2 separate regions of the Sus scrofa genome follow, and region 2 is linked to region 1. Evidence: chromatin contacts called from public Hi-C data. All regions are on one chromosome and are shown on one strand. Each heading gives the region's core, a stretch centred on a gene start, on an enhancer-like site or on the middle of the called end of the contact. The rest is flanking DNA. Distances are from core to core; before and after follow the strand shown.

The links. Hi-C and Micro-C count contacts between places; a contact is called where the count stands out from the background.
Region 2: a contact with region 1 is called in a Hi-C map of fetal skeletal muscle, with 3 times the contacts expected there. The contact joins the promoter of RSPH6A here to the promoter of GIPR in region 1. A contact is called at or near these places in 3 of 5 promoter capture datasets (fetal liver and liver), 20 of 47 Hi-C or Micro-C datasets (alveolar macrophages, blood, brain and 12 more) and 1 of 2 datasets of contacts at active chromatin or transcription factors (skeletal muscle).

What each region holds. Positions count from the first base shown.
Region 1 is chr6:52,021,165-52,024,652 of Sscrofa11.1, reverse strand. GIPR (gastric inhibitory polypeptide receptor) reads right to left here and starts at 1,986. Exons shown (of 14, transcript XM_021094579.1): 1 at 1,892-1,986; 2 at 801-929; 3 at 418-517. The coding sequence starts at 872.
Region 2 is chr6:52,137,517-52,141,004 of Sscrofa11.1, reverse strand. It overlaps RSPH6A (radial spoke head protein 6 homolog A), which reads left to right and starts at 1,822. Exons shown (of 5, transcript XM_021094594.1): 1 at 1,822-2,566. The coding sequence starts at 1,893. SYMPK (symplekin) reads left to right here. Exons shown (of 27, transcript XM_005664608.3): 24 at 164-340; 25 at 527-622; 26 at 870-1,196; 27 at 1,331-3,488. The coding sequence ends at 1,465.

The sequences.
Region 1 (3,488 bases), core at 737-3,236:
CCTTCCACCCACAAGCCCTGCCCTAGCGGTGCCCACCTGAAGTGGTCTGGTCTCTGCTCGGTCAAAGCTCCTCCCACCAGACCCCAAGGCTCCGCCCATCTTCCCAGCCCTACTCTGGGCTCCTCCCACCAAGCAAGTTCTCACCGCAGATGCTTTCCACTCTGGGAAGCCCTTCCTCGGTTCCACCCCAAACTCCGCCCCCTTCGCGGTCCCACTTTTGGTCCCACCCACCTAGTGTGGGCCCCGCCCAAGACCCTTCCGCTTTCAAGCTTCTTCTCAGGCCCCTCCCACGCAGCCCACATCTACCCTAGACTGGTCTTTGGCGCCCCGCACGCACGTTAGTCCCGGGCTCTCCTCAGGCCCACCCCGCTCAGCCCCAGACCTTCCCTTGCCCCTAGTCCTCCAGCCCTGTCACACCTGGTAGGGGATCTGCAGCCTGCAGTGTCTCCTGGCACTCCCTGCGGTACCGTTCCCAGCGCTGGTACAGCTCTCCCGCTGTCTGCCCCTCCGAGCCTGCCTACAAAAGGAGAGAAGAGAGGAGCACCCCGCCCCGCCCCCTGCTCCCGGGCAGCCGGTTATTTTACGGCCAGAAACACCCTAGAGGGACTTGGAGGGGCCGTCCTGTTTTGCTCAGGAGTCTCGGGTAGCATAGAAACCTCTTCTAAGTCTTGAGTGGTGCCTAGAAACCGCCAGGCAAGTTGCTGTGGGGGACCGTGGGGGACTTGCGAGTGGGGTAAGATTTAAGGCCGTCCCCAGACATCCCTCCGAGCCTTGAACTCCTGGGCTCCTCCGGTTCTCACCTCCGCCCTCCGGAGCAGCGGCCCGCACAGCAAGAGCAGCAGCAGCAGCCGCCGGGGTGGACAGTTCCGCATCGTGAGGGTGGCGGGGCATGGGGGACGAAGACTCCGGTCACGCAGGGGCGGCCCGGTCTAGGGGGTCCGAGGACCAAGTCAGGAGCCTCTGCCCTCGGCCCCAGCCCCAGCGCCAACCCCCTCAGGGATTCACATACTCGGATTCGGAGGCAGCCCCCCGCCACCACGAGTAGGATTTGGGGGCGGGGTGGGGGGAGGAGGTAGCCGTGAGGAGTGGGTGGAGACTCCCCGGCCCGCCCCTGGCCGTTGCCAGGGCCACGAAGGTGGAAGGGGGATGTTTGCTGAGGGTGCGGTTGCCTTAGAGCTGGGCTGGGCGGAAGCGCCAGTGTCACCCGGAGTCTAGACCTGGTGACTCCAGGGAACCTGGATACTGCCTTGGAGAAGAAGAAATAGAGCTTAAAATGACTCTTGGAGTTCCCACTCTCCCGTCCAAAGGACGTTCAAATCTCTGATAGGAACCAGACCTTATCGAACTTTCCCCACCGTGGATAAAACCCAGGGTCGACGGGGCAACCCTCTCCTTTGGGACTAGAGAGGCGTCAGACCGGGGTTTAGGTCTGCAGGAGCCCAGATGCCTGGAAATCGGTCTGACACCCAACACCCTACACGGGGTACCATGCAGGGAAAGGGGGAAGCAGGGAGGATCTCAGATGGAGCCCCAGAAAGAGTGACAGATGCATGAGACAGACATACAGAGACTAGAGACACAGAGACAGACAAAATGAGACACACAGCAAGAGACAGAGACCAAAGGGCAGAGAAAGATGGAGACAAAAAATGTGGGCTAGGAGGCAAAGAGGAGATAGAGACACGGAGAGAGACACAGAATAGGGGAAAGGGACAGAGATACGGAGCTGTCTAGAGGCTAAACAGGGAGACACGGAGACAGAGATACCAAGCGACAGCCTGTGGGCTCAGAGAGAGACAAAGGCACAGGCTAAGAAATGGAGAAAGAGGGGCTCAAGACATGAGGGGGACTTGGGGCAGGGGAAATGGCCCGGAATGAGGGGCGCCCTCACCTGTCCCAAGCCCTCCTCTGGACCCCTTGCTTCTGACTCTGCTGCCTCTGCTGCCGCCTCCGCTGCCTCCACTTCCTCGCCAGGGCTCTGGAAGAGGTGACAGCCTGGGGTGGTGGGAGGGGCGGGGCCAGGGCGGGCCGGAGAACGGGAGGGGGAGCTCTGGGCAGAAGCCCGGGACTGGGTGCTCGGCGCTTGTGAGTTTCACAGCCTCTCAGGGTCTCGCGGGGGGGCAGTCACAGAGTCATCGCCCTGAGCACATCCCCCCCACCCCCCAGAGTGCACAGCCTCTCGCATTATCCCAGCTCCCGCACGCGGAGGCGCCGTCACACACACACCGTCACACACCGTCCCACACGCTGAGCCACAGAGAGGGCTCACACACGGTTCCTCACTTCCTCCCGTCCATTCGCAGTCCTACAATGCACCGTCGCTCCCAGGTTGATGGTTACCCACAGTGACAAAGCCACTCACACAGTCCCGGCATCCTATTGCGTCAATCACACATGTTCACACCATAGGTAGGTCACATCACAAACACCATCTCCCCCTCCACTGGTCTGTGTGTTGCATGAGGACAGGGCATCTTGGTCACCCAGCGTCACTCAGCACAGGTTTGGGCATAGAGCAGAGGTTCAGAGAATGATTGTTGATGAAATAAAGGCCCACAGTTATAGGGTTCCTCACCACCCTTTAACGACGTGGTCTGAGGATCACACACAATGTTACACAACTACACACCCGTTTACACGATCATACATCACCTCACACAGGTCACATAATCCTCTTCAGAGCCCACAGGCACATCCCAACAATACATGTTCCCAGAGGTCCCTAAGGCACACACTCTCACATATTCCCAGTGTCATTTGGTCACACCTGTCACCCTCAGTCCCACCCAGTGCTAAGGTTACCCAGACACACAACACTCCATTACAACCTGCACTCACAAGTCACATACAGTCACACACAGACACACAGTTGTGCCCAGGCTCACACACCAGCATCCCACAAGCACACACAAACCCACAGCCTCACGCCATCTCCTTGTTCCAATCTCCACTGAATCACACACCTCCTCACACGCTCCATTTCCAGTCTCTTCCTTTGCCCTGAAATATGGAGACCCTCTGGCTTAGAGCCCGGCTCTCCGTCCTCTCTTCCCCCATCAATGCAAACTGCCAATTCCAGCTCATTAATCATACCGGTAATGCTCATGAGCACACACTCCCCTGGGAGCTGTAAGATAAATGGGACAGAGGCAGGTCTGCCCATTTCGCAGAGGAGAAACTGAGGCCCGATGGCCCCAGAAGGGCAGGGCGTAAAGGTGGCATGAGATCCAGCAGGAGAGGAAGGAAGGAGACCAGGCTGAGGGTGGGGCGGGTGTGAGGGGGGTCCTGGCTTCCTGACCTCCAGCTTGCCTCTCTGCTCTCTGCCCTACATTCCTGGCGCCCTCTGGGTCCTGGGAAAGGCTCGGGTCACAGAGTGGAGAGGAGAGGGGGCTGAGATGGCCAGGCACCTTGGGAAGAGGCTGGTGCTGGGAGGGAGTCTCTCCTTGGCTCCAAGAGGGTCTGGGGGTCACTCACTAGAGATGGGAAGG
Region 2 (3,488 bases), core at 573-3,072, 120 kb before region 1:
TCCCTGGGCTTCATGTGTTTGGCACGGCTAATTTCGCCCTCCTGTGGTGGCTGTGAGAATGAACTGAGGTGGTGCCATCTTGGCATGGTTTTGCTCCCAGTTTCTGGGGGTGGCTAGCTGCCTGCAGGCGCCCTCACGAGTGCTCCCTCCCTGCCTGGTCCAGGTGTGGAAGTATCCCAAGGTATGGGAGGGCTTCATCAAGTGCTGTCAACGCACCAAGCCCCAGAGCTTCCAGGTCATCCTGCAGCTCCCACCCCAGCAGTTGGGTGCCGTCTTTGACAAGTGCCCCGAGCTCCGGGAGCCCCTTCTGGCTCATGTCCGCTCCTTCACCCCCCACCAGGTACCCTAGGGTGTGAGGTGGGTGGCCCCCTGGGTCTGGCCCTGGGGGACTGGGTGGGGTGGGCAGAGGGGCACCCAGTATTTCCACAAAGGACTGGGGCTCTGGAGGGTCAAGGACACCAAAGATGGGGGGCGCTGTCTATGGGTCACAGCTGCCCACAGCGCCCCCATTCTGTTCTTTCCCTAGCAAGCACACATCCCCAACTCCATCATGACCATTCTGGAAGCCAGCGGCAAGCAGGAGCCAGAGACTAAGGAAGCGCCTGCCGGGCCCCTGGAAGAGGTGAGGGCCTGCAGCCCCTTCCCCGAGCCAGAAAGGCCCCAGCCCCTCCGGCCCACTCCAGCCCTCTCTGCGGAGGCGCCTCCTGAAAGGGACTGGGGCCGGCAGACAGCTGCCCCTTACTCCCCGCGCCTGCCCTAGTGTCTGCCTCAGGATGGTTTCTGGCTTCTTTCCCACCATCCTCTTGAGAGCAGCCTGGGTCCTCGGTCCCACCCATCCTGAGCTGCTGTGTGTCCCTCCCCACCCCCAGGACGACTTAGAGCCCCTGGCCCTGGCACCGCCCCCGGCCCCCCGACCCCCTCAAGACCTCATCGGCCTGCGGCTGGCCCAGGAGAAGGCCTTAAAGCGGCAGCTGGAGGAGGAACAGAAACTGAAGCCTGGGGGAGTGGGAGCCCCCTCCTCGTCATCATCCTCTTCCTCGGCCCGGCCAGGCCCTCCCCAGCCAGAGGAAGCCATTGACTTCCGGGAGGAGGGCCCGGAGTGCGAGACCCCAGCCATCTTCATCAGCATGGATGACGATTCGGGGCTGACCGAGGCTGCGCTGCTGGACTCTAGTCTTGAGGGACCCCTGCCTAAGGTAGGGATAACAACCTTCGAGCACGAGAAACACCAGGGATCCGGGCTGACGTGTCTGTGCCGAGTGCCCAAGGCGGGGAGGGGGCAGGAAGGGTAAGGCCATCTTTGACCAGCTCCCACTTCTCCGGTCACTAGGAAGCCGCCATTGGATTGATTTCAAAGGAGGAGCGGAGCCCCCAGACCCTCACCCCTGCCCTAGAAGACATCGTTAAGACCCCCAGCCCCGCCGCCGAGGAAGCCGGGGAACCGGAGACCAAGGGGAACAGCTGACCAAGGGGAAGGGCTTGGTGGGGAGGGGGAGGGGGAGTGGGACTGGGAGCTCAGGAAGGGCGGCGGGGCGGGGCTTGGCCAGCCGGGCTTTGCCTCGAAAAATTAAAAAAGGAAGATCGCTGGTTTGGGCATGGGTGCAGGCCCTGTCTCTGCCGTCAGGTCAGCTGTGGGACTGCAGCAGCTCGTGGGCGCGCCCAGGAGCCTCCTGCAAGAAGGGAGGCCGCGCAGGCCTGGGACTGCGCCTGCGCAGAGGGCCGCTCCTCGCCCCGCTTCCCCGCGCGCCCTCCCCTGGTAACCGCCCGCCCCTCCCTCCTTGGCAACCGGCGTCTCTGCGGCTGTCAGGGTCGGAGGTACACCTATACGGCGGGCGACTGGTCTGGCCTAGCTGCGGGCCTTCCTCCCAGAGGTCCACGGTCCCGTTTAAACTATGGGGGACCCACCCCCCGACCCCGAGCCCCCGCCCCAGCCAAGCTCCAGCCATCGGGATTCTCAGGTCTCCGAGCAGCGGCGGCGACGCAGTCGGGAACCCTCTAGGCCCTCAGCCTCAGATGAGGTGCAGCAGATACCGCTTGACACGCGGATCCTGCGCAGCAGTCAGGAGATCCCGTCGAACCCGATGAACCTCCAGGGCTGGTCACAAGGGGCCAGCCTGCCTCCAAATGAGAACGCCTTGTTCCAGGCTGAGGAAGCCCAGCTGGGCGAAGTAGAGTACCTTTCCCCAAATACGGGCTTCCCCTCCGAGGAACAGCCCCGCACTTACCCGAGTGAAGACGGGCTCTGGGCTCACAACGCCAGTCTAATGCTGCAGCAGCTACGTCAGGGCAAAGGCAGCCTCTTCCAGCAAGTGGAGGCTGCCTATCAGGAGCCTCGGGCTGACCTCTTGGGCCAGTTCACCATGTACCAGAGAGAAGACCTGCAGTTCAGCCAGGGTGCCCAGCATGGGCCCTACATCAGGGATGACCCTGCCCTCCAGTTCTCCCCCTCTGAGCTGGGATTCATGCCCTTCAACATAGAGGCGCCTGAGCCGGAACCTCGGGAGCTGGCTGTGCAGAACGCCAAGGCCTACCTGCTGCAGACCAGCATCAAATGTGACCTCAGCCTGTGAGAGTGGGGCCCTGGAGTGGGGAGGGGATTGGACCCAGGTAGGGAGAGGCCCCAGCCAAGGCCCTTCCTCAGGTCTGGGGTCTCCTCAGTAAGGGGAGAACCAGCGACTACTCTGGAGGCATCTGACTCAGACTAGAAGTCAGGCCGTAAATACTAAAAGCCAGCATTTACTTAGCAGACATTGTGCCACCACTTCACACATCAACATCTGGTTCTCGCAGCTGAGATCAGTGCATCTTCTATTCCCATTTTGCATGAGAGGAAATTGAGAGAAATTAGGTCCTGTATCCAAAATAACACAGCTAGGATGTGACAGAGCCAGGATTTCAGCACAAGCGATTTGACTCCTGAGGCCCTGTTGTCTGTTTGCCAAGGTCACTTATCTGAAGTCATAACACCCTTCTCGACACCCCATCACATCCTCATGACGCTGACTCTGTAGTGGGCGAGTAGACTATATATAGTAAATTATAAGGTTATGATAAGAGCTAAGGTGAGCAACAAGGCAGAGTACTGAGGATAGGGCGAGCGGGTTACGTGGTGTGAGGTCAGGGAGGGCCTCTCGCAGATAATGACATTTGATCAGGGGCCTGAGGGTGGTGAGGGAGCACACCTTGCAGGTAACTGGAGGAAGAGTCTGGGGTATGGAACACAGCGAGCATAAAGGCTTCAAAACTTGTGTTTGAGGGACAGCAAGGAGGCTGGTGCGACTGGAACCAAGGGAGGAAGAGGGTGTGAGAGAAGATGAGTTTGGGAAGTAACAGGTCTCACTGAACCAAAACACTGACCCCTATCCCTCCTGTGCTCAGAGCCTGCCATGGCTCACCAGTGCCCTCAGGAGAAGAAGGTTCATTCTTCTCTTACAGGCCCTATAGAATTCAACCCCAGAGTTCCGTCGTGGTGCAGCGGAAACGAATCC